Regions from separate parts of the Mus musculus genome. Here regions 2, 3, 4, 5, 6 and 7 are each linked to region 1. The links are chromatin contacts, called in public ChIA-PET, Hi-C and HiChIP or PLAC-seq maps. All regions are on one chromosome and are shown on one strand. The core of a region is the stretch at or near the end of the contact, and the rest is flanking DNA. Distances in the headings are between cores, read along the strand shown. Region 1 overlaps Tmem44 (transmembrane protein 44). Region 2 overlaps Xxylt1 (xyloside xylosyltransferase 1). Region 3 holds the start of Hes1 (hes family bHLH transcription factor 1). Region 4 overlaps Gm46565 (a long non-coding RNA gene). Region 5 has its middle 12 kb from the start of Gm32998. Region 6 has its middle 41 kb from the start of Gm32998. Region 7 has its middle 17 kb from the start of Gm33330.

Region 1 (3,316 bases), core at 494-2,993:
ACAGAGCAGCAGAGATTGCCAGGCTGGGCCAAAAGCTGATGATGGTCAGAGGGTGCTCAGGTCTTATGTGACCTAGGAACTCAGAAGCTGGGGTCTAGTTGGGAATAACCAGGGTCCTGGTACGAAGCCTCCACAGCGATTCCGAATGCGTAGCCGGTTGTTTCTACTTGTCTGTTTTCCAACGTCCCTGTCTAACGACTGTGACTCCCAACCTGCGCTTAATGGAAGCTAGAGGCAATCTGTACAGCCTTGACAGTTGTGGCTGGAAAGCAGGTTGACGCTGGGCTTGAAGCTAAGCCGTGCTGTGCTAGCCTGTAAGGTGCATGAGTGGAGATGATGCTGTGCTCTGGGTCACACCACAGTGTGGCTTCCAGGCTGAGCCTTGCCATGCCATGTGTAGCTCCACTTGCCCAAACATCGTTGGGCTCCATTCGGAGGGGTGACTCTGTGCCTTGCTGTTCACGAGAACACCAGCATGCGCCCGGCAACACCCACAAGGCACAGACTTAAGAACTTAGTCCTAAAAGTCAAAACCCATCACTTCTGCAACGTTAAAGTAAGTTAGGAGTGTAGGAATCACACTTGGGTGTAATGACGTCCTTATCTGGAAAACCAGGCCCAGTAACTGTGAAACACACTAGACCAACCGAGTACGCACCACCCTCACCCAGATTACATAAAAGGACACCCCACGGGCAATGCCAATCACCTCTCTACCAGGGCTGCCACAGGATTCCTGCGTAGTCCTGGCTGTCCAGGAACTAACTCTTCCTCCGGAGTTCAAGGTATGCACCACCACTGTTCAGCTGCCACCCAAGTGTTTACTGTTCCCAGAGTCCTCGCTCAGCTCAGTCTCCACTGCTAGAATTTCCATTGTCAGTCTATCTGCTCATCTGTCCAGATCAGGGCCTTCACCTTGACTCCATAGTTCTGAGCTGAGCCTCTGCAGTGAGGCTGTACCCTGTGACCCTACAGCTTGACTCTCTGTCTCTAGCCTAACGTCCAGACTATATATCTTATATATTTATATATCTTAGCATCTATATATCACCTGCCATAACTGCATTTGTAAAGCTATCTGTCTCTGCCCCCAGTAAAACCTCTGACTCTGCCCCCTTCCTTTCACAGGTTGTAGCTGTTGTGTAACCCAGACAGACAATATTCATACAATTACAAGGTGGTATGGGTGTGTGGTCTGAGAGTTAGTATTAGCAATTAAGATCCAGATAAAAGAACTTGTGTTTGCCGATTGTCTCTTACCAAGGGAAATCTAGACTTCCAAGTAGCTTTTGAATTTACTGTTAATACATTTTGACATTGTGCAAAGGCACGAGCAATCTGTCGCTGGAGGCAAAACAAAGGAAGCTGAAAGTGAAGCAGTTGCGGATGTGTGGGCAGAGCGCCGTTGTTTTCCTTATAAACTTTGGCACGATCTGATTTTCTTTAGTTAAATCGTGCACCTGCATTTTTGTCTTGTAAAAAAGTTGAATGCACTTAGGTAGAATGGTTTGCAGTGCAGCTTTGGGCTATTGGTCAGTCGCAAACACACAGAATATTGCTTATACTATATCTAAGTCACAAATATACACAATAGCCTTATAACGATCTTTTAACACCTCCCTCCCCCGACCCCCACTGGGGAGACACTTAAGTCAGAGGTGCCCAGGCAGAGGAGGCCAGGAGCTAGGGTCCAACGGGCAGAGCCTGCGCTGCTCTCAGGGGGTGGCTGCATGTTGCGCATGCGCCGGCCGCTTCCCCTCCCCCGCATCCCGGAAGTGCCCCAAATGGAGTTGTTATCCTGACTCAGGCCAGCTTTGTGTGGCTCGGCTGCTGGAGAACGCTACTTGCTATCCCCCAGGGCCGTCGAGGGTGAGCTTCGGAGTCAGAAGAGGGGGCAACGACTCGGAGGGAGAGACCGGCCTCTTAGCCATACCCTGCGGAGTACGAAGAAATGCCCCGGCCTCCGCCATCAACGGCGGCCGCTGCCCGCAGTGTTCCCGTGCGACTGGAATAGGATCCTAGGAGTTTAATGACCTGCCCTGCTCAGAAACCGTAGTCCCAAATGTTTGGAGCCGTATTTGGCTGTCAGATTTAAGGCAAAAAGAAAGCAGATTAGGCAGACATTCTTCGGTTCTGGCGATAGAAATGAGAGCATGACGTGTTTCAGCCACGCGCTTTGCCTCTGAGCATCCATTCCACTTGATTTTTTTCTTTAAAAAAAAAAAAATTGCACCGTTGAGACCGAGTTTTGCAAAAATGACCGATGCTATTCTGTAGCCCGAGGATCTTGCCAGCCAGCCTCCTGTCTCGGTCTGGAATAACTGGGATCACAGGCCGGTGCCATCAGACCACCAGCCTTCCTTATTAGGCGTTCTCTGGATCGGTTGAGCTAGCACCAGTCTTGAACTTGTCAGAGACCATCTCTCACTAATTAAAGGAAGAGCTTTGAACACTTCAGCACATCCGGGTTTGTTGTAAGCAGAACCCCCTCTGCCCATGGATGGCCTTTTAATTCTGGGCTTGTTGTAAGCAGAAAAAGATGAGAGGGTGGAAGAGAGTTAAGTGTCTGCCCAGGCAAAAGTGAAGGAGTGGAAAAAGAACACGCAGGGAACTTGGGAAGTGTCCTGAAGGTTCTGCTCCTTTTTTGATGCTAGAAATGGAACCCGGGGTCTTGTGCGTGTTAAGTATTGCTGATCCACTCAGCTATATTTTACCCCTAGAGTATTTATCTCAAACAGGTAATAAAATGTAAGCAGATTGTGTGTGGGTGGGTGGGGGGTGGAGGAGTGGTAAAGCTGCTTGCTGCCCAGACCCCACATGGTAGAAAAAGAGAACTGATACCTGCCAAGTGTCACTTGGACCACCATACACGCTCTGAAAGTGCAGGCGCAACATACACAAGTTGTTAAAAACAACAAAAATAAACCAGGCATTGGTGGCGAACGCCTTTAATCCAAGGACGCTTGGGAGGCAGAGGCAGGCGGACCTCAGTACTCGAGGCCATATAGAACAAGTTCCAGGACAGTCAGGGCTACACAGAGAAACCCAGGCTCAGGAGAACCAACCAACCAATTAATTAAAAAATAATAATAAGTAAATAAATTGAAACAGATTTTCAAGGTGTATATGAAATTTACCTTCATGTAGCGTGTCTTTCTGGATGTGTGTAGAGATGTTAGTCTTACGTGTGAACTGCTGACTGGCATAGTTATGAGAGAAAAAAGGAAGTCTATTTTCACGATGGGGATGGAACCCAAGGGCTCCTGCATGTTAGGGAAGTGCTCTACCATCGACCTGTAGTTATATCCCCAGCTCA
Region 2 (3,316 bases), core at 367-2,866, 460 kb after region 1:
TTTGCTGGAGGTTCGAAAGACTGATCCCAAAAGGAGCCGTCTCCCAACTTCAAAAGGGTGAAAGCGCTGAGGCTGGGCAGTGAACCCCGACACCTTCCTCACGTTCGAAGCTTCTGGTTTTGACTTTGCCTTGGCTCTAAGATGAGCTTCTACAGTCAGCTAGTCTCCACTGCCTGGGACTCCTCATTTCTCTGCTGCTTGGAAAGAAAATAGGAAACAGTGGGCCCTACTTGGGGTGGGGCAATCTGCTGCTGGACGAGCGTTGACTCTCAGTTGGGGACAGCCTGTCTAAGCCCCTTGCTGGCTGTTGCTTTACAAAGTTATTGTTACCTATGTGCAGGCTGCTTTGCCTGGTGCCAGTGGAAGCCGGAAAGGGGGACTGGATCCCCTGGAAGTGGAGTTCAAGATGGCTGTAGGACACCATGTGGGCGCTGGGAATTAAAACTGTGCTCTCTGTAAGAACAGCCAATGCTCTTAACCACTGTGTTGGTTTTTCTGTAATGCACATGGCATGTATGTATATGGGTAGCTGGCATTTACTTCAATAATTATTACCTGCCAGCTACTTCATGAACAATTTATAAGTGATTTCTTTTAGTCATTATGGGACTTGGAGGTACAGGTTACGATAATACAGATAATTATGACAAAACCTGTCCCTAAGCACTCCTCTACACATTTACATACTTGAGCTGTCTATGCATGCTTGGGAGGTACACATTATTAAACCCATTTTCTAGATGAGGAAACTAAGGCTTTCAGGATGTAAGGATGACCGTCAAAATGCCCAGCTAGTAACGGTGAGACCTCTCCTTTCTGCTTCACTGCCTCTCAGGCCAGGCCACAGCCCTACTCTGAGCCCTGATGGGAGCTGGGAACAGTATGTGTCCGGGGCTTCTAATGGCCACAGAGTGACAGAGGAGACATGGACCATCTAAACCAGGCAGATGTATAAGACATAAGTAGATGAGAGCTTGCCATGGGCTGAGGAGGAAAGATGCAGGGCAACCGTTCAGAGGATGACATTTCTGCTTGGGTAATACAACTGTTTTGGAAATAGGATGGTGATGGTGGGACATTTGGGCAGAATTAATGTTATGGACTTAAAGATGTTCCAAACGGCAACTTTTATGTTGCATATATTTTAGCAATTTAAAACTGTGGCAGAAGAAGGCAGGTGTGACTTTAATCTCACCACTAGGGTGGTAGAGGCAGGTGGATCTCTGTGAGTTTGAGGCCAGCCTGGTCTAGAGTTACAGGAGAACAAGGATAAGTAGTCAGACCCTGTCTCAAAGAGGAAACCAAGTCGTTAGATACAGACACGGGACCAGCTCTCTAGAGACCCTCCTGCCACTGTCCGTGGCTGAGATCTCTCAGTCCGTGGTCTGTTTCCAGCACAGAATCAGTGGATGGAGCAGCTGTCTCTCTTCCTATGTCCTAGTGCCACACGGTTCCTCTACAAGCCACTGTGAGCTGTGTTCCTCCAGCAGGCCTGAGCCTGGCGTGCAGCGGGCACACTGCCCTCACCCAAAGTCAGCCCCCTTCATGTGTACTGCAGCCTGCTGCAGGCATAGATGTCACCAGTTTCCGTGGTTTCCAGAGCCGTGGACACCAACAGGAAGCTGTGGCGGCAGCAGCAGCTTGTGTAATTAGCATGGAATGTTCTGAGGCAGGCAAGAGCATGTGGGGTAGAGACAAGTTCTCAAACACACTTTCTGTGAAAATAGTTGGTTTTTTTTCCTCTTTTCACCCTTCTCAGGAGACGGAAATAACAAACCGAAGAGGAACCAATCATCCTGCACAACTCCCCATGCACAATGCGGGCCTGCGGCAGGTGCGTGGGCTCATATCTGCGCATGCTCTCTGTGGCAGGTGCGTGGACTCATATCTGCGCATGCTCTCTGCGGCAGGTGCGTGGGCTCACACCTGGGCATGCTCCCTGTGCCCATCATCACTCAGGCAGCTCGTCCCAGAGACACAAGGTGTGTCATCACAGAGACTGCCACCACAAAGCCGTCCAACTGGGGTCCACACTGTCAGCCCAGGTGCGGTGGTTCTGCCTTGGTGAGACACACTGCTGGCAAGAGTCAATCGCCATCCTCTTTCCCAGGCCACTAAGCCAAGCCACAGCCAGATGATGCACAACCCAGTGCCACAGCTGCACTTGAAATCTTCCTCAGTGTAAACGCTGCTTTTAGAAAAAGCTGCTTTTAAGTGTACCTCTGGTAAATATTTGAGATTTATTTCTTGCTGGGCATAAAAAATAGAGGAAAACAAGAGTGTAAGGCACAGGGATGGAAATTTTAGGAGGGCCTTAGATGGTACCTGTGAAAGACTCTCCTGACCTCCGCTGTTGTTCCCACCAAGTCACTGCTCTGGCAGTGAATGGGCACACTGTCCCGCCCTCATCGGTGGCCTTCTGATGGCCACAAGGATGATATTTACCCTGGACCTCCTGTCTACACACCCAGCACCGGGTCTTGTCTCCAGCGGTGTGACCTATGGGAATGGACGTAGTTGTAGCACACTGTTAGACAGTGTGATCTAGCCAAGAGGCAGGTGTCTGCTGTTCATCTGTCCTGACAGCAGTGACGCCACGCTCCCCACTTTCTGAAGACCCGATCCCAGGCCATGAGAAGCCGGGCCATCTGGCCATGCCCTGTCCACCCCAGGTTCCTCTGCTCCATCCACACTGACATTCCTGCTGATTCTGCATATGCCATTCTCACCAGGGCCTTAGCTGCTGTGCCCTCTTTCCTCACCATCCACACAGCTACCTTCTAATCAAACCACAGCCCAGAGGCCAATTCCTTAGTGAAGTCTGCAAGGGCCCCATAAGCCACTCTGACCCACTGAGTTGTCATACCGTTGGGGATAGAAATGGTGTCTTTACATACCTGAATCCCCACTGCCTGGCCCCGTGCCTGGCACAAGGCAGGGGCCCAGCCCACGCTTACTGAAGTGAAGTAGTCCAGACAGATGCACTTTCACCAGCAAACAGCAAGGGCTGAACTTGACTTTCCGAGAAAGGTCTCTACTGTGTCCACACAGCCAGGACTCCTGCCAGCATCGGTAAGGAGCTGGCACAGCACCAGGAGCACCCACAACACAGCACATGGCCGAGAGGTCGTGACTAGGAAGCAGCATGCTATCTTCAAAGTCTGTTGGGCCACTGCCAGAGACACACAGGCCTGGCCACACACTGCCACACTGTACATCCTCTGGCTAATCAATTCACAGTGCAGAAATAACAATGGGCCCCACAGTGCCTTCATTAACCTCCTAGATCACATGGGAAAACACAGACTGATGAGCA
Region 3 (3,316 bases), core at 528-3,027, 450 kb before region 1:
CGCGCAGCCCCGGCCAGCCGGCAGCACGCAGCCGCCCGTCTCTTCCCAGCCGTCCGCCGGCAGCCTCCTGGACGCAGCGAGGGACCCGGGGAAGGGGCGGGCGGCAGCGAAGCCGCTGGAACCGCAAGCCGCCGAGCGGAGGCAGGAGGCTGACCCGGCCGCTTCCTAAGTGCGGTCAGGCATCTCGTGACCGCGGCGGGCGCCCGGACCCCTCCCCCGCCGCAGTCACCCGGGTGGTTTCGGCCACGCTCAGATCCCCAAGCCCGGAGTCCCGGCGGGCTGGGGGTGGGGGGTGGCGATGGGGGGTGGGGACGGGGAAGGGGGCCCACGAATTCCCCGATCGCCACCCTTGGGCGTGCGCTCCCTGCCCGGAAGGATTGACCTTGGCCGGGGCGGGGGAAGGGAGGCCAGCGCGGGGGCTCAGCTTTCGGGCCGCCGCCCCCGCGGATTCCTGGCTCGCCCGGGCCGGAGGAGGGGGCCCCGGACACACGGACGCACGCACACACCCCACACGCAGCGCGCGCCAATGAGCCCTGGCCAGGCGCAGGGGGCGGGGTTTTCCCAGGCTCGAGCACAGCAGCTGCTATTTACCTTCTTGGCTTCTCCCGGGGACCAGAGGCGGCCCCCGCTCCCTCCCGGCCGGCCGCCGCCGGCCCCCGCCTCCCTGCCCCCGGGGCGCGCGCACACACACTCACACACGCACGCACACACACACATCCTCTGGGCCCCGGCCGCAGCCGCGGCGGCAATAAAACATCCTGGCACGTGCTCCGACTCCAGGCGCGCCCTCGCCGGCCGGCTGATGTCAAACTGCAGCTCGGCTGGTGGAGCTCTTAAAGGGCTCGCGCGCGGGGCGCCGAGGCCGCCTTGGCCGCCCGCGGGGTGAGGAGGGGAGAGCCCCGACTCCCTTGCCCGCCGTCTATCCGTATTGCCAACTGGGAGCCTGCGGGGAGAAAGGTAGAGAGAGTGGCGGAGGAACGAGCGCGCCCCTCCTGTCGCATTGCTATCAAAGCCCCCCTTGTTCATTTTTTTTTTCGTTTGAAATTCCATTTCCTTTCTGCCCAGTAGGAAATTATTCTGATTGTTTTCTGGAGAAGCGTGAGGTCCAAGGTTGCAATTCCAAGAGAGGAATGAATGGGCTAGAGGGAGACAAGCATCCAAAAGACACCTTGCTCCGAAAACCCTGGCTGTGAAGGCATTTGGGGGGACGGTAAGGGCATGTTTAGCGTGTGGGGTTTAGTATCTCCCCAACCTCATGAGCAGTTTTGACTCCCCTAAACATACAGAGTTCGAGCGGGAATTCCGGAAGACATTAGAGTAACACATCCTCTTTACCTTGTTCCCTCCTTTTTTCAATCACTAAATTTTGTCTTGGCCTATATCTGTTCAAAATATTTTTCAAATGAACTTATTATACAAAGTAGTTATATTGCATGCAGCAAGAACAATAAAAACCAAAGGCCTGGCCACAAAAGAAATAGACTAGACTAAAACTAAGCAAAGCCCAGAGGAAAGAGTTAGCAAAGGGTTAAAATCCTTTTGATTGACGTTGTAGCCTCCGGTGCCCCGGGCTCAGGCGCGCGCCATTGGCCGCCAGACCTTGTGCCTAGCGGCCAATGGGGGGGCGCAGTCCACGAGCGGTGCCGCGTGTCTCTTCCTCCCATTGGCTGAAAGTTACTGTGGGAAAGAAAGTTTGGGAAGTTTCACACGAGCCGTTCGCGTGCAGTCCCAGATATATATAGAGGCCGCCAGGGCCTGCGGATCACACAGGATCTGGAGCTGGTGCTGATAACAGCGGAATCCCCTGTCTACCTCTCTCCTTGGTCCTGGAATAGTGCTACCGATCACTAAGTAGCCCTAAGACATAATAAACCTTCAACTGCTCAGTAGTTTTTCTTATGAAAGTCAAGTAAAAGGACGTAAGCAAAAAAAAATTATTTTTTTTTTGCGTGAAGGATTCCAAAAATAAAATTCTCTGGGGACTGAGAAGAAAAAAAAAAAAAAAACGAAAATGCCAGCTGATATAATGGAGAAAAATTCCTCCTCCCCGGTGGCTGCTACCCCAGCCAGTGTCAACACGACACCGGACAAACCAAAGACGGCCTCTGAGCACAGAAAGGTAAGACAGTACCTGCGTCTAGAAATTAAGTGGGTTGTGCACAGCGGGACTCCTTTTACTTTTCTCTTAAAACCTCGGGGTGAAATGGCAGATCCCGTGGGAACTCAGGACCTCTTTTCTCCCCCTTTGCAGTCATCAAAGCCTATCATGGAGAAGAGGCGAAGGGCAAGAATAAATGAAAGTCTAAGCCAACTGAAAACACTGATTTTGGATGCACTTAAGAAAGATGTAAGTGAGCAATGCTTTTTTTTATTTTTAATTACGAATGGAATGGCATTTCCCAGGCACAAAGAACTAAGCTCTTAGCCTGCTGCATGTGGATCTTACCCCGCCAGCACTACGTTCCCACTGGCGGGAGAGAGGCCGCCGGGCCCTGGGATGTGGGACATGCGGGCGGGGACCTTCAGAACTCGGAGGCAGCTGACAAGGAGGACTGACTTTCATCCCTTGTTTTTTCTGCGCAGAGCTCCCGGCATTCCAAGCTAGAGAAGGCAGACATTCTGGAAATGACTGTGAAGCACCTCCGGAACCTGCAGCGGGCGCAGATGACCGGTAAGGACCGCGCGTGCGTCCCCTCTCTGCGGGTGTCCCTCTCGGCCCGCGGTGATTTCTTCCAGACTTCCGCCCGCGGTTGTGAGAGGCATTCAGCTACATTTTACTGCCTTGGCTCACTCCGCGTTCCCACGGTCTGGGTCTTATTTATAGCCACAGCTCCCAAGTTGTTACTGCTCCGGAAATGGAGGGAGAGGCTGTAGCCGAGAAGGGTGGTGGGCAGCTTGGCTGTGGTAGAAGCCGGTGAGGGCGAAAGGACGTAAGACTGAGGAAGTTTGGGGCTGGATAGAAGGTAGGGGTCAGTGGTTTAGCACCGGTCCAACCCCTGCCGCAGGAGGGGAAGTGGGGTTTGGAAGGCGCCTTGGGTGGCATTGTCCAAGGTCAGGTCGCGCGCGGGACTAGGGGTGGCAGATCTGGAGCTGAGATCGGTTTAGATGGAGGGAGTGTCCTGGCTTATGTCCCCAACCTAGGGAGAAGGAGCTGGCTGTTCTTAGCCTACCCAACCCTCCCAACCCCAGGTGGTTCCGGAGGCGCGCTGCGGGGACCTCCCAGGGCGGGAGGCTGTATGGCTCCGGGGCCAGGGCTTTTCGGTGACCCATCTTTTCTCCTTCTGGCCTGCAGCCGCGCTCAGCACAGACCCGAGCG
Region 4 (3,316 bases), core at 212-2,711, 430 kb after region 1:
CATGCCCAGCCTCCTCCCCCTCCCTCTCCAGCCTTCAGTTCCTTTTGACTGCCTGGGCACCCCCTTCAGTCCTCGGTGGTCTCCTGCCTCCTGGGCGCCCCCTTTAGTCCGAGATGGTCTCCCACCTCCTGGCCCTCATACATTCTTTGGTTTCCTTCCTCATGGGAGCAGTTTTCCTCCAGAAGTTTCCCTGAGATAGCTAGCTAATGGGAAGCCAATATCCTGGCATTTTTGTCTCTGAAGATGTCTCTAGTCTCTGTTCACATTCCATGCTCTAATAGATATTCAATATCCTCTCTCTGATAGTCTTGTATTTCACATTGATTTCACGCATGTCATCGTTCACTGGACAAGACACGTATGGCCTCCAGTCTTGGAACCTTCTTGTTATTATTTCTTTGGTAATCACTTTCCAACTTTCTCGTGTTTCTTTCTCTACAATTCCCATTGGGCAGAATTTGGGACATCTCTTTTTGCCTGGTTTTCTACCTGTGAGTGCCTTTTGGGAGCCAGGAGGGTTTCCTTAAATATATCACCCGATCATGCTTGCCTTCTGCCCATGGGATTTCCCAGCTTAGCTTTTGTTTCTAATTCCTGGGAACCTTTCATGGGTATGCCTATTCTTTATAATTAGATCGCCTTCTAATCTTCTTGAGGAAGCGGTTCATTTGACATTTTCTTTTCCGTCGTGCATTTCACTTGAGTGAGTTCTCCTCTGACTGTTTGGATCCCTGTCTTCTGTGTGGAAGGCTTTCCTTGGGCATCTGATGAACCATGGCTATCCCGCTATGGCCAAATGCTAACAGGAAACCTGGCTGCACAGATGGCAGGAGACTTGTGGACCTCTTTGTAGGATGCTCGGTGGGGTCCACTGGTATTTTCACTTAGACCTTCAAATGGCAATCACTACAGGTTTTCCTGGGCAGTTCAGTATCTACAGAAAGTACAAGGGTGCTTCAAAATACCTGTCAGGATAAGAGCCTGGCAGCAGTCCTCAAGTCGGGCAGCATGGGCGGGACAGCCCTGGTCTTCAGCGTTCATACTGTGCTAGCTCCTTGCTTAGTCTGGCTTCCCCATCCTACCCGGCTCTCCAACCTTCCAGGCTCATCTTCTTCAGAGAAGAAAGTCCCAGTCCCCAGCATGACAGGGAGAGCACACTCACTGGTGGGAGCCTGGGTGGGGCTGACTTTCGGTACACATTGTTACACTTTATCCATTGCCAGCTGCCATGTCCTTGGTCACCCTTCCTCTCTTCTCGTCCAGCGCCTCCCACTCCTTTGCCTTCCAGGGCTTCCTCCCGGTAACCTAGCTTCTTGCTGTCTACAGCTCTGTCTCTTGAGCATACGGATGGAGGCGTATTCTCAGGTAAACAATGACGGCTCTCCGTCTGACCCACTCCCCATCTCTGAGTAGCATGATCTGAAGCTACAGACGTCTTTCATTTCACTGGACTTGAGGTTTACCTTGGGGCTTTGTTCTCCTCTGTTTGGGGGTGACTTCTAAAGGGTGAAGAGGAAGCAGTATGCCATCAGTTACTTCCTGAACCAAACCATACAATTGACTCCCAGAATTGACACATCTTCTCAACAGCTCCTCAGAGCCCCAACTTGTTGGGGAGCTGTTTGTACTTGTTCAACAAACACCTTTAATTCCCTTGACAGTCATAGGACACTCACTAGGCATAGCTACCTGTGCCTGTAATCCCAGAATGTGAGCCACTGGGACAGAAGGATGCCAACTTTGGAGCCAGTCTGAGCTACATAGTGGGAACCCGTGTCAAAGAGACAGACAGACCAAACCAAAACAAGATGCTTGGTTTCTTCCCCTCCCTCAACACTTCTCTTTTTCAATTCTTTTCTGTCTTGATAAAGTCACGCTCCTGACTGTCCTAGCCAACAGCGTAGGAAAGAGAAAGAGTACACCTGGCATAGCTTCCTCTTCCTGCTTCAATTAGTCAGGGTTTCCATTGCTGTGATGAGACACCATGACCCAGAAAACTTGGTGAGGAAAGGGTTTGCTTCAGGATATACTCCCAGGCGACAGTCCACCATTGAGGGAAGTCAGAAAAGGAACTCAAACAGGGCAGGAACCTGATGCAGAGGCCATGGAGGGGTGCTGCTTACTGGCTTGCTCCCGATGACTTCCACACCCTGCTTTCTTACAGAACCCAGGACCACCCAAGGATGGCACCACTCACAGTGGGCTGGGCCGTCCCCCATCAATCACTAATTAAGACAATACCTACAGACTGCCCTCAGCCCAATCTTCTGGAAATATTTTCTCAGTTTCGGTGCCCTCTTCTCAGGTGACTATAGTTTGTGTCAAACTGACAAATCAAGCCAGCCCAGTGCTCATCCCAACCCCGCCTACAGCTCTGATCCTCAAAGGCCCCTGATGCTCCCCTGCAAAACACTTCCTGCTTCTTCTCTTCTAACCCAAACTGCTAGCACCTCGACCCAAACTATTTTATTCCTGCTACCCGATCTCCCTGATGACATCGCCCCTACACAATGACCAGGTCTTTCCTTCCTGCAGCTGAAGAAGCCTGTCAGCTCTCTGTGAGCTGACTGCGCACCCCACCCTTCTCTCTATGCCTTGAGCATGCTGGCCTTCTGGTCACCCCAACAGTGTGTTGGAGTTCCTTCCCTTCTACCTGCACCCCAACAGACTTCCCTTGCTCATTGTTGGTCTTGGAAAGGCCAGCCCTAACAAGACCAGCTAAAACTTTCCAGAACTTTCTGGAACTATCTGTCAAATTGCCTTCTGTGCCCTTTGTCATTTCCCTAGATGGTCACCTACTTCCTTCCTCATTGTCTCTTCCCAGGAGAGGATAAGATAGCTGTTGACTAAGGGCCGTGTCTGCCTTCACGCAGGGGATGTCGTGGATGTGGGTGCTGGAGACAAAGCACCTCCCAGAGACATCCATGTTCACGTCTCTGTTTACTTTTTCTTTTTGAGACAGGGTCTCGCTCTGTAATCATTGCTGGCCTGGAACTTGCAGTGCAGACCAGGCTGGCTTCGAACTCACAGAGATCTGCCAGCCTCTGCCTCCTTCCTGAGTGCTGGGATTAAAGGTGCACCCCTCTAAGCCTGGCAATGTTTGGTTCTTTTGTTTGGATTTAAACAAAAGGAACGTTTCATGTTTCTATAATTATTTTACACTAATATCAAAGCATTAGGCTTTACCATAGCATCTTCACGCACACATGCCAGGGCTCTTACAGGGACAGGAGAGCTGGGACTCAGAGGTCCTCTAGCCTAGTGCCAGTTCTATATACAATGTGAAAGTAGGGCGAGCTTTGGCAAATAACTTCAC
Region 5 (3,316 bases), core at 310-2,809, 430 kb before region 1:
AGCTCCCCTCAGATTATTGGATTTTTCTCAGATTTCCTGGAGTGATGTCTGGTGAGGGATTCTGTCCAAGAGAATCCAATCACACTCCGATTTAGCACTTCCAAATTCAGCTTCTCACCCTCAGGCCTTTAAGGCTCAGGAGATCCTTCCCTTTCCCTCTCCCATGGGGAAGTTTGTAGGGTGGAGGAGAAGGCCCAAGGCAGTTTGGAATGAGGCCCTGGCAGAGTGATCAGGGCTCCTGGAGACAGGCTCCCTGAAGGCAGCTGGCCTTTCTCTGTACCTCCAAGTCACGCTTTATCCCCTCTATGGCTTCATGTTTGCTGTGAGTTAGTTAAAAGGGCTATGGTGGAATCAGACGGTTGCTCAGAGCTGGAGGAAGTTCATTGGAGGAGACAGCACAAGATCCCTAGATGACGGACACAGTCGCCTGGCCTGGGAAGACCAGCTCCCTTGGCAAGATCACCTTTCCCTTCTGTGTGCATCTTACCACAGTCTTCTCAGACCAGAGGAGAGTCCTCGAGTAATTAGGGAGAAGTGGCCCCAACCTCTGAATGAAGGAAGCCAAAGCAAGGTTTGGGGCTGGCATTTAGAGGATGACTGAATTGAGGTGAGGGTGGTGCGGTGGGTGGGGAGAGTGTGAGAATGGTTTGCAGTAATCTGAATAATACAAGTTCTAATCTTTCCTCCCTCTCCACAACTGGAGCCCAGATTCCTCTCCTCCCCCGCTCTCCTTCCTCCCGACCCCACCCTGACATGTACGCCTGTTCCCTAGCTCCCTCTGTCTCCTGCTTCCCATAACACCGGGCAAGCTCCTCTGGACCTGGACTCACTAGGTCCCCAGCGTGTGTGTCTTCCATCTCCATTCAGAAACTTCACACACCATTCACCCAAAACCAGAGACTGCCTCACAAGAGACTGAGCATGGCTCCTGGTCAGCTCTGATGCCGGCCTTGGGAAGCCTTCAGGAAAAGCCCTTGCTGGTTCAGCCACAAACACGGCCCTACCTTTCAAAAACACTGCTGGGGAAGACCCTGAACTTAAGAAGGCAAGGACAAGGTTGGGCTGTGCCCAGGGCACCTCCTTCCCCAGTGTTGAGCTAGTGAGGGTCCAAGGCACAGGGCTTAACAATCGGAATAACTACTGACTCCAGAGGCCTTGAAAAAGTTATTTTAACCTCCCTTTCCTTGTTTTAAAATAGATCAGAGATTTATGCTGTTAGTTCAGAAATAAACTTTGTGGGAAAGACTAATGGACTGATTATTTTTTTTCTCCTAAAGGAGTGCAAAATTCCAGGAAAGAAACAAACATGGGGGTATGAACGGGGTGGGGGTGGGAGTGGGATAAAAGAAGAAAAGCATGACTCCTTCTAGGTATGGTGGAGGAGAAAGCTTATTGCACATAAAAGGGAGAGCATAGCCACAGGCAGGGACATCTGGGAGAGTTCAGAGGGAGTGTAGCCCTGAGCCATGTCAGGAGAGGAGGGAGGAGAGGCCAGGAGGGGAAAGGGTAGACGGAAGGGCTAGGTAACGGAAATGACAAGATCATATAGGGAAGGGCAGCCCAGCCCCTGAGCTAGAGAAGTTCAGGGGACAGGGTGGGGTCTGCCAGGTAAGGACTGAGGAATGCTAGGACTGACTAGGCGGCAGCTAGGTCCTCTTTGGTGTGTTAAATAGGCACCTCAGCCATTAGCCTTGAGACCTAACAGCATATAGCGCATAGGCCCATACATTATCTTGGCAGAACTGGGCAACAGCTCCGTGGTCATGAGCTGGGACCCCACAGTGGTGTGCTTGGACCCAACTGTAATCCTCAGTAAATCATTCTTGAATGAATTTAATGAATTTACCTGTGCCCTCTGCTTGTACCAACCTCAGTACTTAGAGCTTACTGACTGTCCTGCCCCTGAGACTGCTCACAGTCCAGGCAGGAGACACTCCCCCAACAAGCTCAAAGGGAGCGCCTGTGGATATCAAGAGTGGGGGCCACATGGTGGCGCATGCCTTTAATCCCAGCACTTGGGAGGCAGAGGCAGGCAGATTTCTGAGTTCGAGGCCAGCCTGGTCTACAAAGTGAGTTCCAGGACAGCAAGAGCTATACAGAGAAACCCAGTCTCGAAAAACAACAACAACAACAAAAAGAGTGGGGGCCAGAGCGGGGGTGGGGGGCAGGGAACAAATGTTTCTAAAGGAAGTATCTGGGAACATTGGTGGGGGAGGGGCAGGTAAAGGAACGTTCCACAGAAGGAAAATATACCCAAGACCCCAATGGCCTCCAGGACCACAGCAGTAGGATATTGGCCGATGAGTTTGGGGAGAGGAGGCCGAGAAAGGAGAAGCACCTTGGAGGCTGGGTCAGCCAAACAGCACTGGAGGGAGGGTTTTATGTACCATCTGAGCAGCGTATTTCTAGACCCTTCAGACCTGACAACCTATTTTCTTTCTCATGCTTGAGAAGTTACAGATGCTTTCATGAGCTTGTGAGTGTAACTCTGAGAATGTCCTCTGTCCCTTCCTCCACACTGGCGCCCACACAGCGGAAAGCATTACCAAGCACTGGCTACACTACTCATCATCGAACCTGTTCCTTAGGAGAAGCAAAGGAGTGATTATCAATAACTACACCCAGGCAATATACTGGACCAAGGGCTCTCCCGGGTAAACCTGGGCGCCTGCTCACACTATCCATTGACAGGTTTTAGAGACCAGTGCTACGACCAATCAGTCCCGCATGATTGAAACTGAGTTTTTCACCTCTTCATCAAACAGTGAGATTGGAGGATTAGATTGTTTTCGATGGTCCCGAAGGCGCTTTCCAGCTCCAGAACTCTGTAACTCTGTGTTGGGTAAGCAAGTGAGACTTAAGAGAGGTCGGGTAAAATGTAGCCTCAAGGAAGTACTGGGGGTAGACTGCAATTCAACCTAAAAGTCCATACCAATATCCTGTGTTTTCAGTTGAAACCCAATAAAAAGTGCCCAAGAAAAACACTCCTCCCCAGGAAGCTGTGTGCATCTACCCACCCAGGAAGAGAAAGGCCACGCCCAGGAAAACATTCCAGTGAAATTAAAACCCAGGTGCCAATCAGCCTCTCCCACAGTCCTAGCCTCGACCCCCAACCCCCACCCTTCTGCCTCTCTCCTGCCAAGGCCAACAGCAAACAGGGAAATGTGGCTACAGCTATGAAAGGATGTGAGTTCACAGGGGCCCCTGGTCTGCAGGCTCAGTGCAGGGATGTGTGCTCTACAGAGACCCCTGGTATCCCAGGCTCAGTGTGGAGATGTGTGCTGTACTAGGATCACTGTACTACAGGCTCAGTGGA
Region 6 (3,316 bases), core at 603-3,102, 400 kb before region 1:
ACCTGTGTTTCAAGCTCCCCACGGGCATGCCCACCTTCATGTACCAAGAATTTTCTTTTTTGATTTAGTGCAATGCACCTGGAGTGGATCTCAGATCTCAGCATCCCTTCTCCACAAACCCACATCCTGTCTTAGCTCTCTGCCCACTAACTTCTCCTAGATGTACTGTAGGCTCTAGGACTGAAATGCCACTGCCCTGATTTCTCCTGGTCCACTCCTCTCCAACTTCATGGCCCCCCTCCACTCGCTCTATGCTTACCACCTTACATTCTCTTTTTATTCTCCAAGGTACTAGGTAGCATCCACGACTGAGCTACACCCATGGCCCTTTTTATGTTATTTTGAAACAGTCTCCATAAACGTTCCAAGTTGGCCTTAAGCTTTTAACCCTCTAACTCCAGTCTCCTCAGTATCTGAGATTATAGGGGTGGACCACTATGCCCAACTATCAGAAACTCTTGAATCTGCCTTCTCTTCCCTTCTATATGATGTGTCTTTCTTGTTTGTTTGTCTTGCACTACCTGCCATGTGGAAGGAACAGTGTGACACAGTTCCTGCTCCTGGAGCAGAGCTAGCAAGGGGTGGGCCCCCAGTTGTGCTGACAGTTGCTGTGGGTGTAGGGCTTGTTTGTATAATAATGTACATATTTTCATGTTCCTCCTTTGAGGAATGCTCTCTTTGTTAAAGTTAATGACTCCATGATAATTAGAAACAGCATGAGTCTGGGAGGTGAGAATGTGTTCCTCAGCAAAATGGTAAATGCTGTAAACTTTAAGATAGCCTGTAAGGCTGTGGGGAAGAACTCTGAAAACATGAGTTTACGAATGTATAATTTCTCAACTATGCAAAATATAAGAATGTAATATGAACTGTATGAGGGGGCTTCACGGACCTAAAAGAACAAAGGCAGCTGCACTAATGAGCCAGATTATCAGAAAGATACAAAGGCAGATTTCTGAGTTCAAGTTCAGCCTGGGACAGAACTATATGTCCAGGTGTAATGAGAATGGTGATCTCAGAGCCAGATCCCACCCAACTAACTTATTGTTTGTGCTTACAAAGACAGGCAGATCTCTGAGTTCATTTGCGACATTATAAAATATGTACTTGCTATCTCTTTCTAAGAATCTAGGGACTAAGGTTATAAAATGCTGATTTGTGGGATAATCAAAAGGGAACCTGGGTTAATGATTGAATTGATAAGTAAATAAAAGACTAGGCTTTGGTCTGCAAGAGCTCATCTATCTACGTAGCTGTCTGCAGAGCCAGCTCAAGCAGAACATGGAGCTGTCAGTTTGTACTCATGATTGACTTTGAGTTATTCTTTTGCTGCTCCAAACATCTCTTCCTCAGGAACCCTCTCCAAGCTGAGGTTGGTCCTTGGTAACTACACTAACGTTCCTCTTTTAGAGACTCCCCAAAGCCTGTTAATTGGTCTCCCTAAATTCAACTCTCTTTGGTATCTCCATCCTTGCAGCTTAGCCATCATCCCTTTTTAAACATCAAGTCTAATTATGATGTTCTGTCTTCTGGATGCCTCTTTGGTTACCCCACAGCCCACTTGATGGACCTAATCAGCAGGAAGCAGTCTAAAGATAATATTGCTCCCTTTCCCATCCCTGACTTTATTCAGGGATCTCTTTCCTTTCCTCTCTATCCTTTTCTCTCTCTTATCTACTGTTAAGGGGCTGGAAGGATGGGAAAGGGTAGAAGAAAGAAGAACCACAAAGTAGCAAAGACCAGCTACAGGGGGCTGAGCTTCCCACTTGGGAATTGTCTTGACAGCATAGTGGCTCAGATCATGTAGGAGCCACCTGCCTAGAGTATCCTGACACTTCTGACTAAGCAGGTAGTCATACCAGCTCTCTTCACCACTTGCCTGCTGGAAAGTTAGCACCAACTCAGAGATCTCCAATCACCATGGAGACTTGTAAATTTCCCTTAGTCCACAACCAGAAATGGCACCACAGGAAAGAGCTCCTGGAAAAAGGGTTCAGATAGGCTGTTCAGAATCTTTGTTTCCTGGCAAAGTCCCCCTTAAGCACAGGGTGTCCGAGTCTATTCCTATCACTTCATCCACATCTCAACTCTTTGGACAGTATTTGGTGACATCTTTCATGTGCCAGGCCCTGTGTTAAGAAGGCACAAGGCTGAATAAGACCCTATTCTGACATGGAGGTCTCATGATCAGTCTAGGAAAATGACACACAAAGAACACCAGTGGTGGGATGAGTGCCAAAAGAAAACATGCAGACAGTGAATTCACCACTGAAGGAAAGTATGAAAATAAATGGTTTGGCTTCCTCCATAAACCACAGACAATCAGCACTGAGTAGCACTCCATAGATTATCTGCTCTGACCCCTTCATCTGGCATGTGGGAGACAGAGAGGGGAAGAGGCCACATAGTTTTAAGACCTTGATTAATGTGTAACAAATTCCTTCTCTCTTCCTGACCGGTGACGTGTCTATATCTCCCAAATCATCTTTGGAAGTAGACAGAATGGAACTACTACACATATAAGAAATCTACTTGCTTTCCAGCTGAAAATACATAGGACAAAGCTAGTCAGTATTGGTAAATAACAATGATTGTTCCTCTCCAGACCCACTTCCGTTTACCTTGCCTATTTCTTTTTTTTTAAAAAAAGATTTATTTATTTATTTATTTAGTGTATGTGAGTACACTGTAGCTGTACAGATGGTTGTGAGCCTTCATATGGTTGTTAGGAATTAAATTTTTAGGACCTCTGCTCTCTCCCGTTGGCCCACTCACTCAGTCCCTTGCTTGCTCCGACCCAAAGATTTATTTATTATTATACATAAGTACACTGTAGCTGACTTCAGACACACCAGAAGGGGGCGTCAGATCTCATTAGGGGTGGTTGCTGGGATTTGAACTCAGGGCCTTCTGTAAGAACAGTCAGTGCTGTTATCCGCTGAGCCATCTTGCCAGCCCCTGCCTTGTCTATTTCAAAGTTGCTTCTTATCAAATACTTTTACAAAATCATATTTATTTATGTACTTGCATGTGTTTGTGGAGTGGGTGGGGCACACATGTGGAGGTCAGAGGATAACTTGTACAAATCAGGTTCTTCCTTTGCCATGTGGGTCCCAAAGAACAAGTGAGGGTAGTTAAACTTGGTTACGTCACCACTGCACTGTCTAATCAACTCTCCCATGGTCTTTTTAACCACTGTTCCATTCTTCAATGGTCCATTATACTAAGGTTGTTGCTATTCTTGATTCTTTTTTTTTCCCTATAGCTGCACATGATTTGGAATTTGGTTATTTTGCCACCCAGTGTCTCCATTTTG
Region 7 (3,316 bases), core at 333-2,832, 270 kb before region 1:
TTTCCACCTAGGCTTTGGCCAGACATATGGCCAAGCCAGCAGGAGGGGGGGGGGAACGGACGGGGACGGACACTTGTCCCAACTGGTGGCTGCCCAAATTTTCCTGTCTATCCTCTAGCCCCACCTGAGAGCCCCATTCAGGGCCCCATTAGAGGGAGCAGGACTCGTTCTGACACAGCATATCTATACTTCCCCCATCAAGTCCCCCAGCCCTCCCCCTTATGTCTGATGAGTGATTCCCCTCTGAACCCGTAGGCCTGTTTTCTGCCCACAGCCCAGGCCCAGTCTCTGACACCCTGGGCTCTGTGATGATATTGCTCATTTGGATTCTAGGAGGGACGGCTGCTCTTCAAATTAAACTAGTTCCCTCTGGACCCCTGCCACCACTGCCTCGCTGCTAGGAAGTGTCCACTGGCCCTAGGGAGAGCTTTGAACAATTCTGTAGAAACGTGGAACCTGCCAGGAATCAGCTATGTGGCTCGAGGGGGTCCCTTCTAACCTCTTTGGCCTCAGTTTCCCCTGGACTGGAGTGGCTCCTGCCAACTGCCTGGGAATAAGGACCTGAATCTAGGTAGGTAGCAGAGGCTTCAAAGAAGGAAACCAAGCCCTGGAAATGAGAGCTGGGGTCAGGAAAGAAGCACACAGTCTCTCCAATTGCCCTTCCTCTTCTGTCCCCTCAGAAGTAGGCTCTGAAGAAGCTGGCAGGGCAAGGCAGCCATCAGACCAGGGATGGGCAAGCTTCTTTTACTCACATGGCTTGTCTCCAGATGAGGCCTCGCACCAGGGAAGGCAGAATATCAAACAGATGGGAAAGTGGGTGGGATGAAATATGAAGTGGATTATTTATGATAAAGGTCACTGCCTGTGGGGAAAGCCCCCCTGGGCGGGGGTGATGTATCCAGCTAGCTAAGAAGCTAAACAAGGGACTCTCCTTTCCAGAATAAAGCCTCATCCTTAAAAATAGAACACCCCCCCCCACACACACACACACACAGAGCCATTAAAACTCAGAAGCAACTCTCTGCTCCCTACCCCCATAGACGTCGAAAGTCCCTTACAAACGGCCCTGCTTTATGTGTCACAAAGTCAGAGGCAAACCCTGTGTATGAAAACGTTTATTATGAAGACCCACAGAGCTCAACTAAGGGCAGAAAGAAGAGAGAAAGAAACCATGAGAGAGAATGACAGGAGCTGGATTCTGGAGCTGATCAGCAGGTCCCTTGGCTTGGGGAACTTGCCGGGATCCTCGGAAAGAGACAAGGAACCCAGTGAGGTGACGTTGGGACAGGCAGAGAGTGTCAGGGAGCAGCCGCAGGGGTGAACCCGAGTCCCGAAGGAGGCAGAGAACAAAGTGGAGTAAAGGAACCTGTGCCGAGTGGTTGCAGGCGTTCCCCCAACACCAGCACATCTAACGTCAGGCGCGACTAGGCAGCCGCCAGCATTAATTAGGTACAGATGCAGGCACAGGGCAAGCCTCGGCCAGGAGCCGCTCCCGGAGGCGCGCCCCCCAGGCGCAGCCGCCACCTCCGCAGCCCGGACCAGCAGCCGCCCGGAGCGCGGAGTTTTCCCCGTGGCGCCACAGCGCCCCCTCATGGTAGTCTCAGGCAGAGCGGCTTCAGAGAACGGCAGACTCTCAGCCTGGAAGCCAGTACCTTCAGTACATCTCATACTCATTCGGAGTGTTTAAAAATCCTGATGCCTCCACGTTGGCATCCCGTGTTTATTAAATTTGAATATGAGAGCTTGACTTAGGCACCAGGGCTTCAAAAACTCTCTGCAGGAATTTCCAGTCCTTAGTCAAGTTCAGAATCAGCTGTCCTAAAGCGGTAGTTTTGAACTTGATGGGTATTGAAACAACCTCGGAGACAGCGTAAGGACAGATTGCTGGTCGATACCCCAGAGTTTCTGATCCCATGGATCTGTGGTTGGGTCTTGTGAGTCAGCTTTTCATTTCCCAGGGTATAAACAGGACTGGCAGGGATTGAGCACTGACTGGGAGATCGCTAGAAATTCAGGCTTAAAGGCCACCTTCCACCGGCTTAATCACAATCTGTTTGGCACACACGAACGAATCCTCTGATATCAAGGCTGAGAAGTGTTATTTTAAGCACTCTTTGGTCAGATTTCACACAGCAGATTTCTCACCCTCCCCAAGAGTGCTGAATCAGAGGGCAGGATAGGATGTCCCACATCCAATTATCTTGCATCCCGGATGGGAGAAACTGAGACCCAGAGGATGAAAGGATGCCCCAGAACCTGGGTTCCGGGGTGACCTATCATCCCCTGTGGGCTTTGATCTGTCTCCTCCACAAGTCAGGCAGCCAACTGTCAAGAGATACTACTGCCTGGTCTCTGCTCTGTGTCATAGGAGGGGCCGAAGAAGCAAGCAGAGAAAGAGGAAAATGGCAGCAGAGGTTGGGAGGACCTGTCAGCTTCTGACCCTCAGTGCTGAGACTCTCGGCAATCACCTGCTCGTAATTATCTGTCTGAATTCTCAGGAGCGGATTAGAAGCCTATATTATGAACTGACGAAAAGTCTGTAGCACTGTCCCCAACGTGGGTCTAGAAGCAGCACATGGTGGTCTCCATCTTCTTTGTTGATGTCGTCCAGTTATTTGGCAAAGCACTGAGTGGCCGGTGAGGTTGTTCAGGCCTAGGGACAATACTGACTGCAAATAGAAATTTGAGGAGTGCATGATGAGAACTTTTGGTGGCCATTATTTGTTTATGTTTCTATTTTAATTGTTTTACTTATACACTTTTCATCCTGCTCACTGCCTCCTTCCCGGGCACTTCCTCCCATAATCCCCTTCCCTTTCTCCTCTGAGTTGGTAGGGTGCCCTAGGTATCCACCAACCTGGCACATCAAGTCTCTGTGAAGCTAGGTGCATCCTCTCCCACCCAGAAAAGACAGGGTGGTCATTATTCTTGTGGGTATACAGAGACATGTAATAGTCCTGTTTTGACCATAGTTTAGAGTCCATGTAAGAAGCTAAATAAACACATAAATACATGAGAAATAACATCACATGTCTGGAGAGTTCAGTGTTCACAAAGGAACAGGTATGGTTGAGGGGAAGGCGTTTATTGTAGATGTGAGGGAGAGAACAGCAAGAGGCATCTGGGAGAGTCCAGAGCAGGGAGAGAATATGGTGCACTGAACATAGCCAGCAGACAATGGCCATGGGAGGAGTGGGGGATGGGGAAGAGAAGAGAGGCAGGCAAAGGAGACTGAGAGAGAGAAGACCAAGAGTGGAGCAGGCAAAGAGAGCACCAAGAAAGCATGGTCAAAATGGTGGAGGCTGTACAGGAATGG

Evidence for each region. A called contact is a pair of places that touch in the nucleus more often than the background predicts. ChIA-PET counts read pairs in DNA pulled down with a chosen protein or histone mark. HiChIP or PLAC-seq counts read pairs in DNA pulled down with a chosen protein or histone mark.
Region 2: an HNF4G HiChIP or PLAC-seq map of pancreatic cancer cells shows a contact between it and region 1. The contact joins two enhancer-like sites. A contact is called at or near these places in 8 of 115 datasets of contacts at active chromatin or transcription factors (bone marrow-derived macrophages, embryonic stem cells, microglia and 2 more) and 1 of 9 other capture datasets (embryonic stem cells).
Region 3: a contact with region 1 is called in an H3K27ac HiChIP or PLAC-seq map of extraembryonic endoderm stem cells. The contact joins the promoter of Hes1 here to the enhancer-like site in region 1. A contact is called at or near these places in 1 of 39 promoter capture datasets (the C10 cell line), 28 of 484 Hi-C or Micro-C datasets (the C2C12 cell line, the HL-1 cell line, the N1E-115 cell line and 13 more), 8 of 115 datasets of contacts at active chromatin or transcription factors (the NIH/3T3 cell line, embryonic stem cells, extraembryonic endoderm stem cells and 4 more) and 1 of 9 other capture datasets (adipose tissue).
Region 4: a contact with region 1 is called in an RNA polymerase II ChIA-PET map of memory CD8 T cells, with 6 read pairs. The contact joins two enhancer-like sites. A contact is called at or near these places in 1 of 484 Hi-C or Micro-C datasets (embryonic stem cells) and 5 of 115 datasets of contacts at active chromatin or transcription factors (embryonic stem cells, memory CD8 T cells, pancreatic cancer cells and 1 more).
Region 5: a contact with region 1 is called in a Hi-C map of embryonic stem cells, with 3 times the contacts expected there. The contact joins two enhancer-like sites. A contact is called at or near these places in 9 of 484 Hi-C or Micro-C datasets (cerebral cortex, embryonic fibroblasts, embryonic stem cells and 2 more) and 4 of 115 datasets of contacts at active chromatin or transcription factors (embryonic stem cells, extraembryonic endoderm stem cells and pancreatic cancer cells).
Region 6: a FOXA1 HiChIP or PLAC-seq map of pancreatic cancer cells shows a contact between it and region 1. The contact joins two enhancer-like sites.
Region 7: a contact with region 1 is called in an HNF4G HiChIP or PLAC-seq map of pancreatic cancer cells. The contact joins two enhancer-like sites. A contact is called at or near these places in 14 of 484 Hi-C or Micro-C datasets (the C2C12 cell line, bone marrow-derived macrophages, brown adipocytes and 8 more), 12 of 115 datasets of contacts at active chromatin or transcription factors (the SCID.adh cell line, acute myeloid leukemia, embryonic stem cells and 4 more) and 1 of 9 other capture datasets (embryonic stem cells).

What each region holds. Positions count from the first base shown.
Region 1 is chr16:30,508,923-30,512,238 of GRCm38.p6, forward strand. Tmem44 (transmembrane protein 44) reads right to left here. Exons shown (of 11, transcript NM_001384248.1): 11 at 2,933-3,316. Among named protein-coding and RNA genes, the nearest start is that of Gm52252, 9.5 kb to the right of the region's middle. Within about 2 kb of position 1,744, at least 403 of the 459 cell types and tissues checked have an H3K27ac peak or open chromatin away from gene starts, as enhancers often do. A contact at or near this core is called in the C2C12 cell line, the N1E-115 cell line, the NIH/3T3 cell line and 19 more, where this site is marked.
Region 2 is chr16:30,970,510-30,973,825 of GRCm38.p6, forward strand. The region is part of intron 3 of Xxylt1 (xyloside xylosyltransferase 1); the gene reads right to left. Gm15742 (a long non-coding RNA gene) reads right to left here. Exons shown (of 2, transcript XR_384807.2): 1 at 2,898-3,316. Among named protein-coding and RNA genes, the nearest start is that of Gm15742, 4.3 kb to the right of the region's middle. Within about 2 kb of position 1,617, at least 129 of the 459 cell types and tissues checked have an H3K27ac peak or open chromatin away from gene starts, as enhancers often do. A contact at or near this core is called in bone marrow-derived macrophages, microglia and pancreatic cancer cells, where this site is marked.
Region 3 is chr16:30,063,580-30,066,895 of GRCm38.p6, forward strand. It overlaps Hes1 (hes family bHLH transcription factor 1), which reads left to right and starts at 1,778. Exons shown (of 4, transcript NM_008235.2): 1 at 1,778-2,119; 2 at 2,252-2,347; 3 at 2,584-2,671; 4 at 3,293-3,316. The coding sequence starts at 2,012.
Region 4 is chr16:30,941,525-30,944,840 of GRCm38.p6, forward strand. The region is part of intron 1 of Gm46565 (a long non-coding RNA gene); the gene reads right to left. Among named protein-coding and RNA genes, the nearest start is that of Gm46565, 9.6 kb to the right of the region's middle. Within about 2 kb of position 1,462, at least 22 of the 459 cell types and tissues checked have an H3K27ac peak or open chromatin away from gene starts, as enhancers often do. A contact at or near this core is called in memory CD8 T cells, where this site is marked.
Region 5 is chr16:30,080,677-30,083,992 of GRCm38.p6, forward strand. No RefSeq gene overlaps it. Among named protein-coding and RNA genes, the nearest start is that of Gm32998, 12 kb to the left of the region's middle. Within about 2 kb of position 1,560, at least 30 of the 459 cell types and tissues checked have an H3K27ac peak or open chromatin away from gene starts, as enhancers often do. A contact at or near this core is called in embryonic stem cells, where this site is marked.
Region 6 is chr16:30,109,444-30,112,759 of GRCm38.p6, forward strand. No RefSeq gene overlaps it. Among named protein-coding and RNA genes, the nearest start is that of Gm32998, 41 kb to the left of the region's middle. Within about 2 kb of position 1,853, at least 15 of the 459 cell types and tissues checked have an H3K27ac peak or open chromatin away from gene starts, as enhancers often do. A contact at or near this core is called in pancreatic cancer cells, where this site is marked.
Region 7 is chr16:30,234,954-30,238,269 of GRCm38.p6, forward strand. No RefSeq gene overlaps it. Among named protein-coding and RNA genes, the nearest start is that of Gm33330, 17 kb to the right of the region's middle. Within about 2 kb of position 1,583, at least 118 of the 459 cell types and tissues checked have an H3K27ac peak or open chromatin away from gene starts, as enhancers often do. A contact at or near this core is called in the SCID.adh cell line, embryonic fibroblasts, pancreatic cancer cells and 1 more, where this site is marked.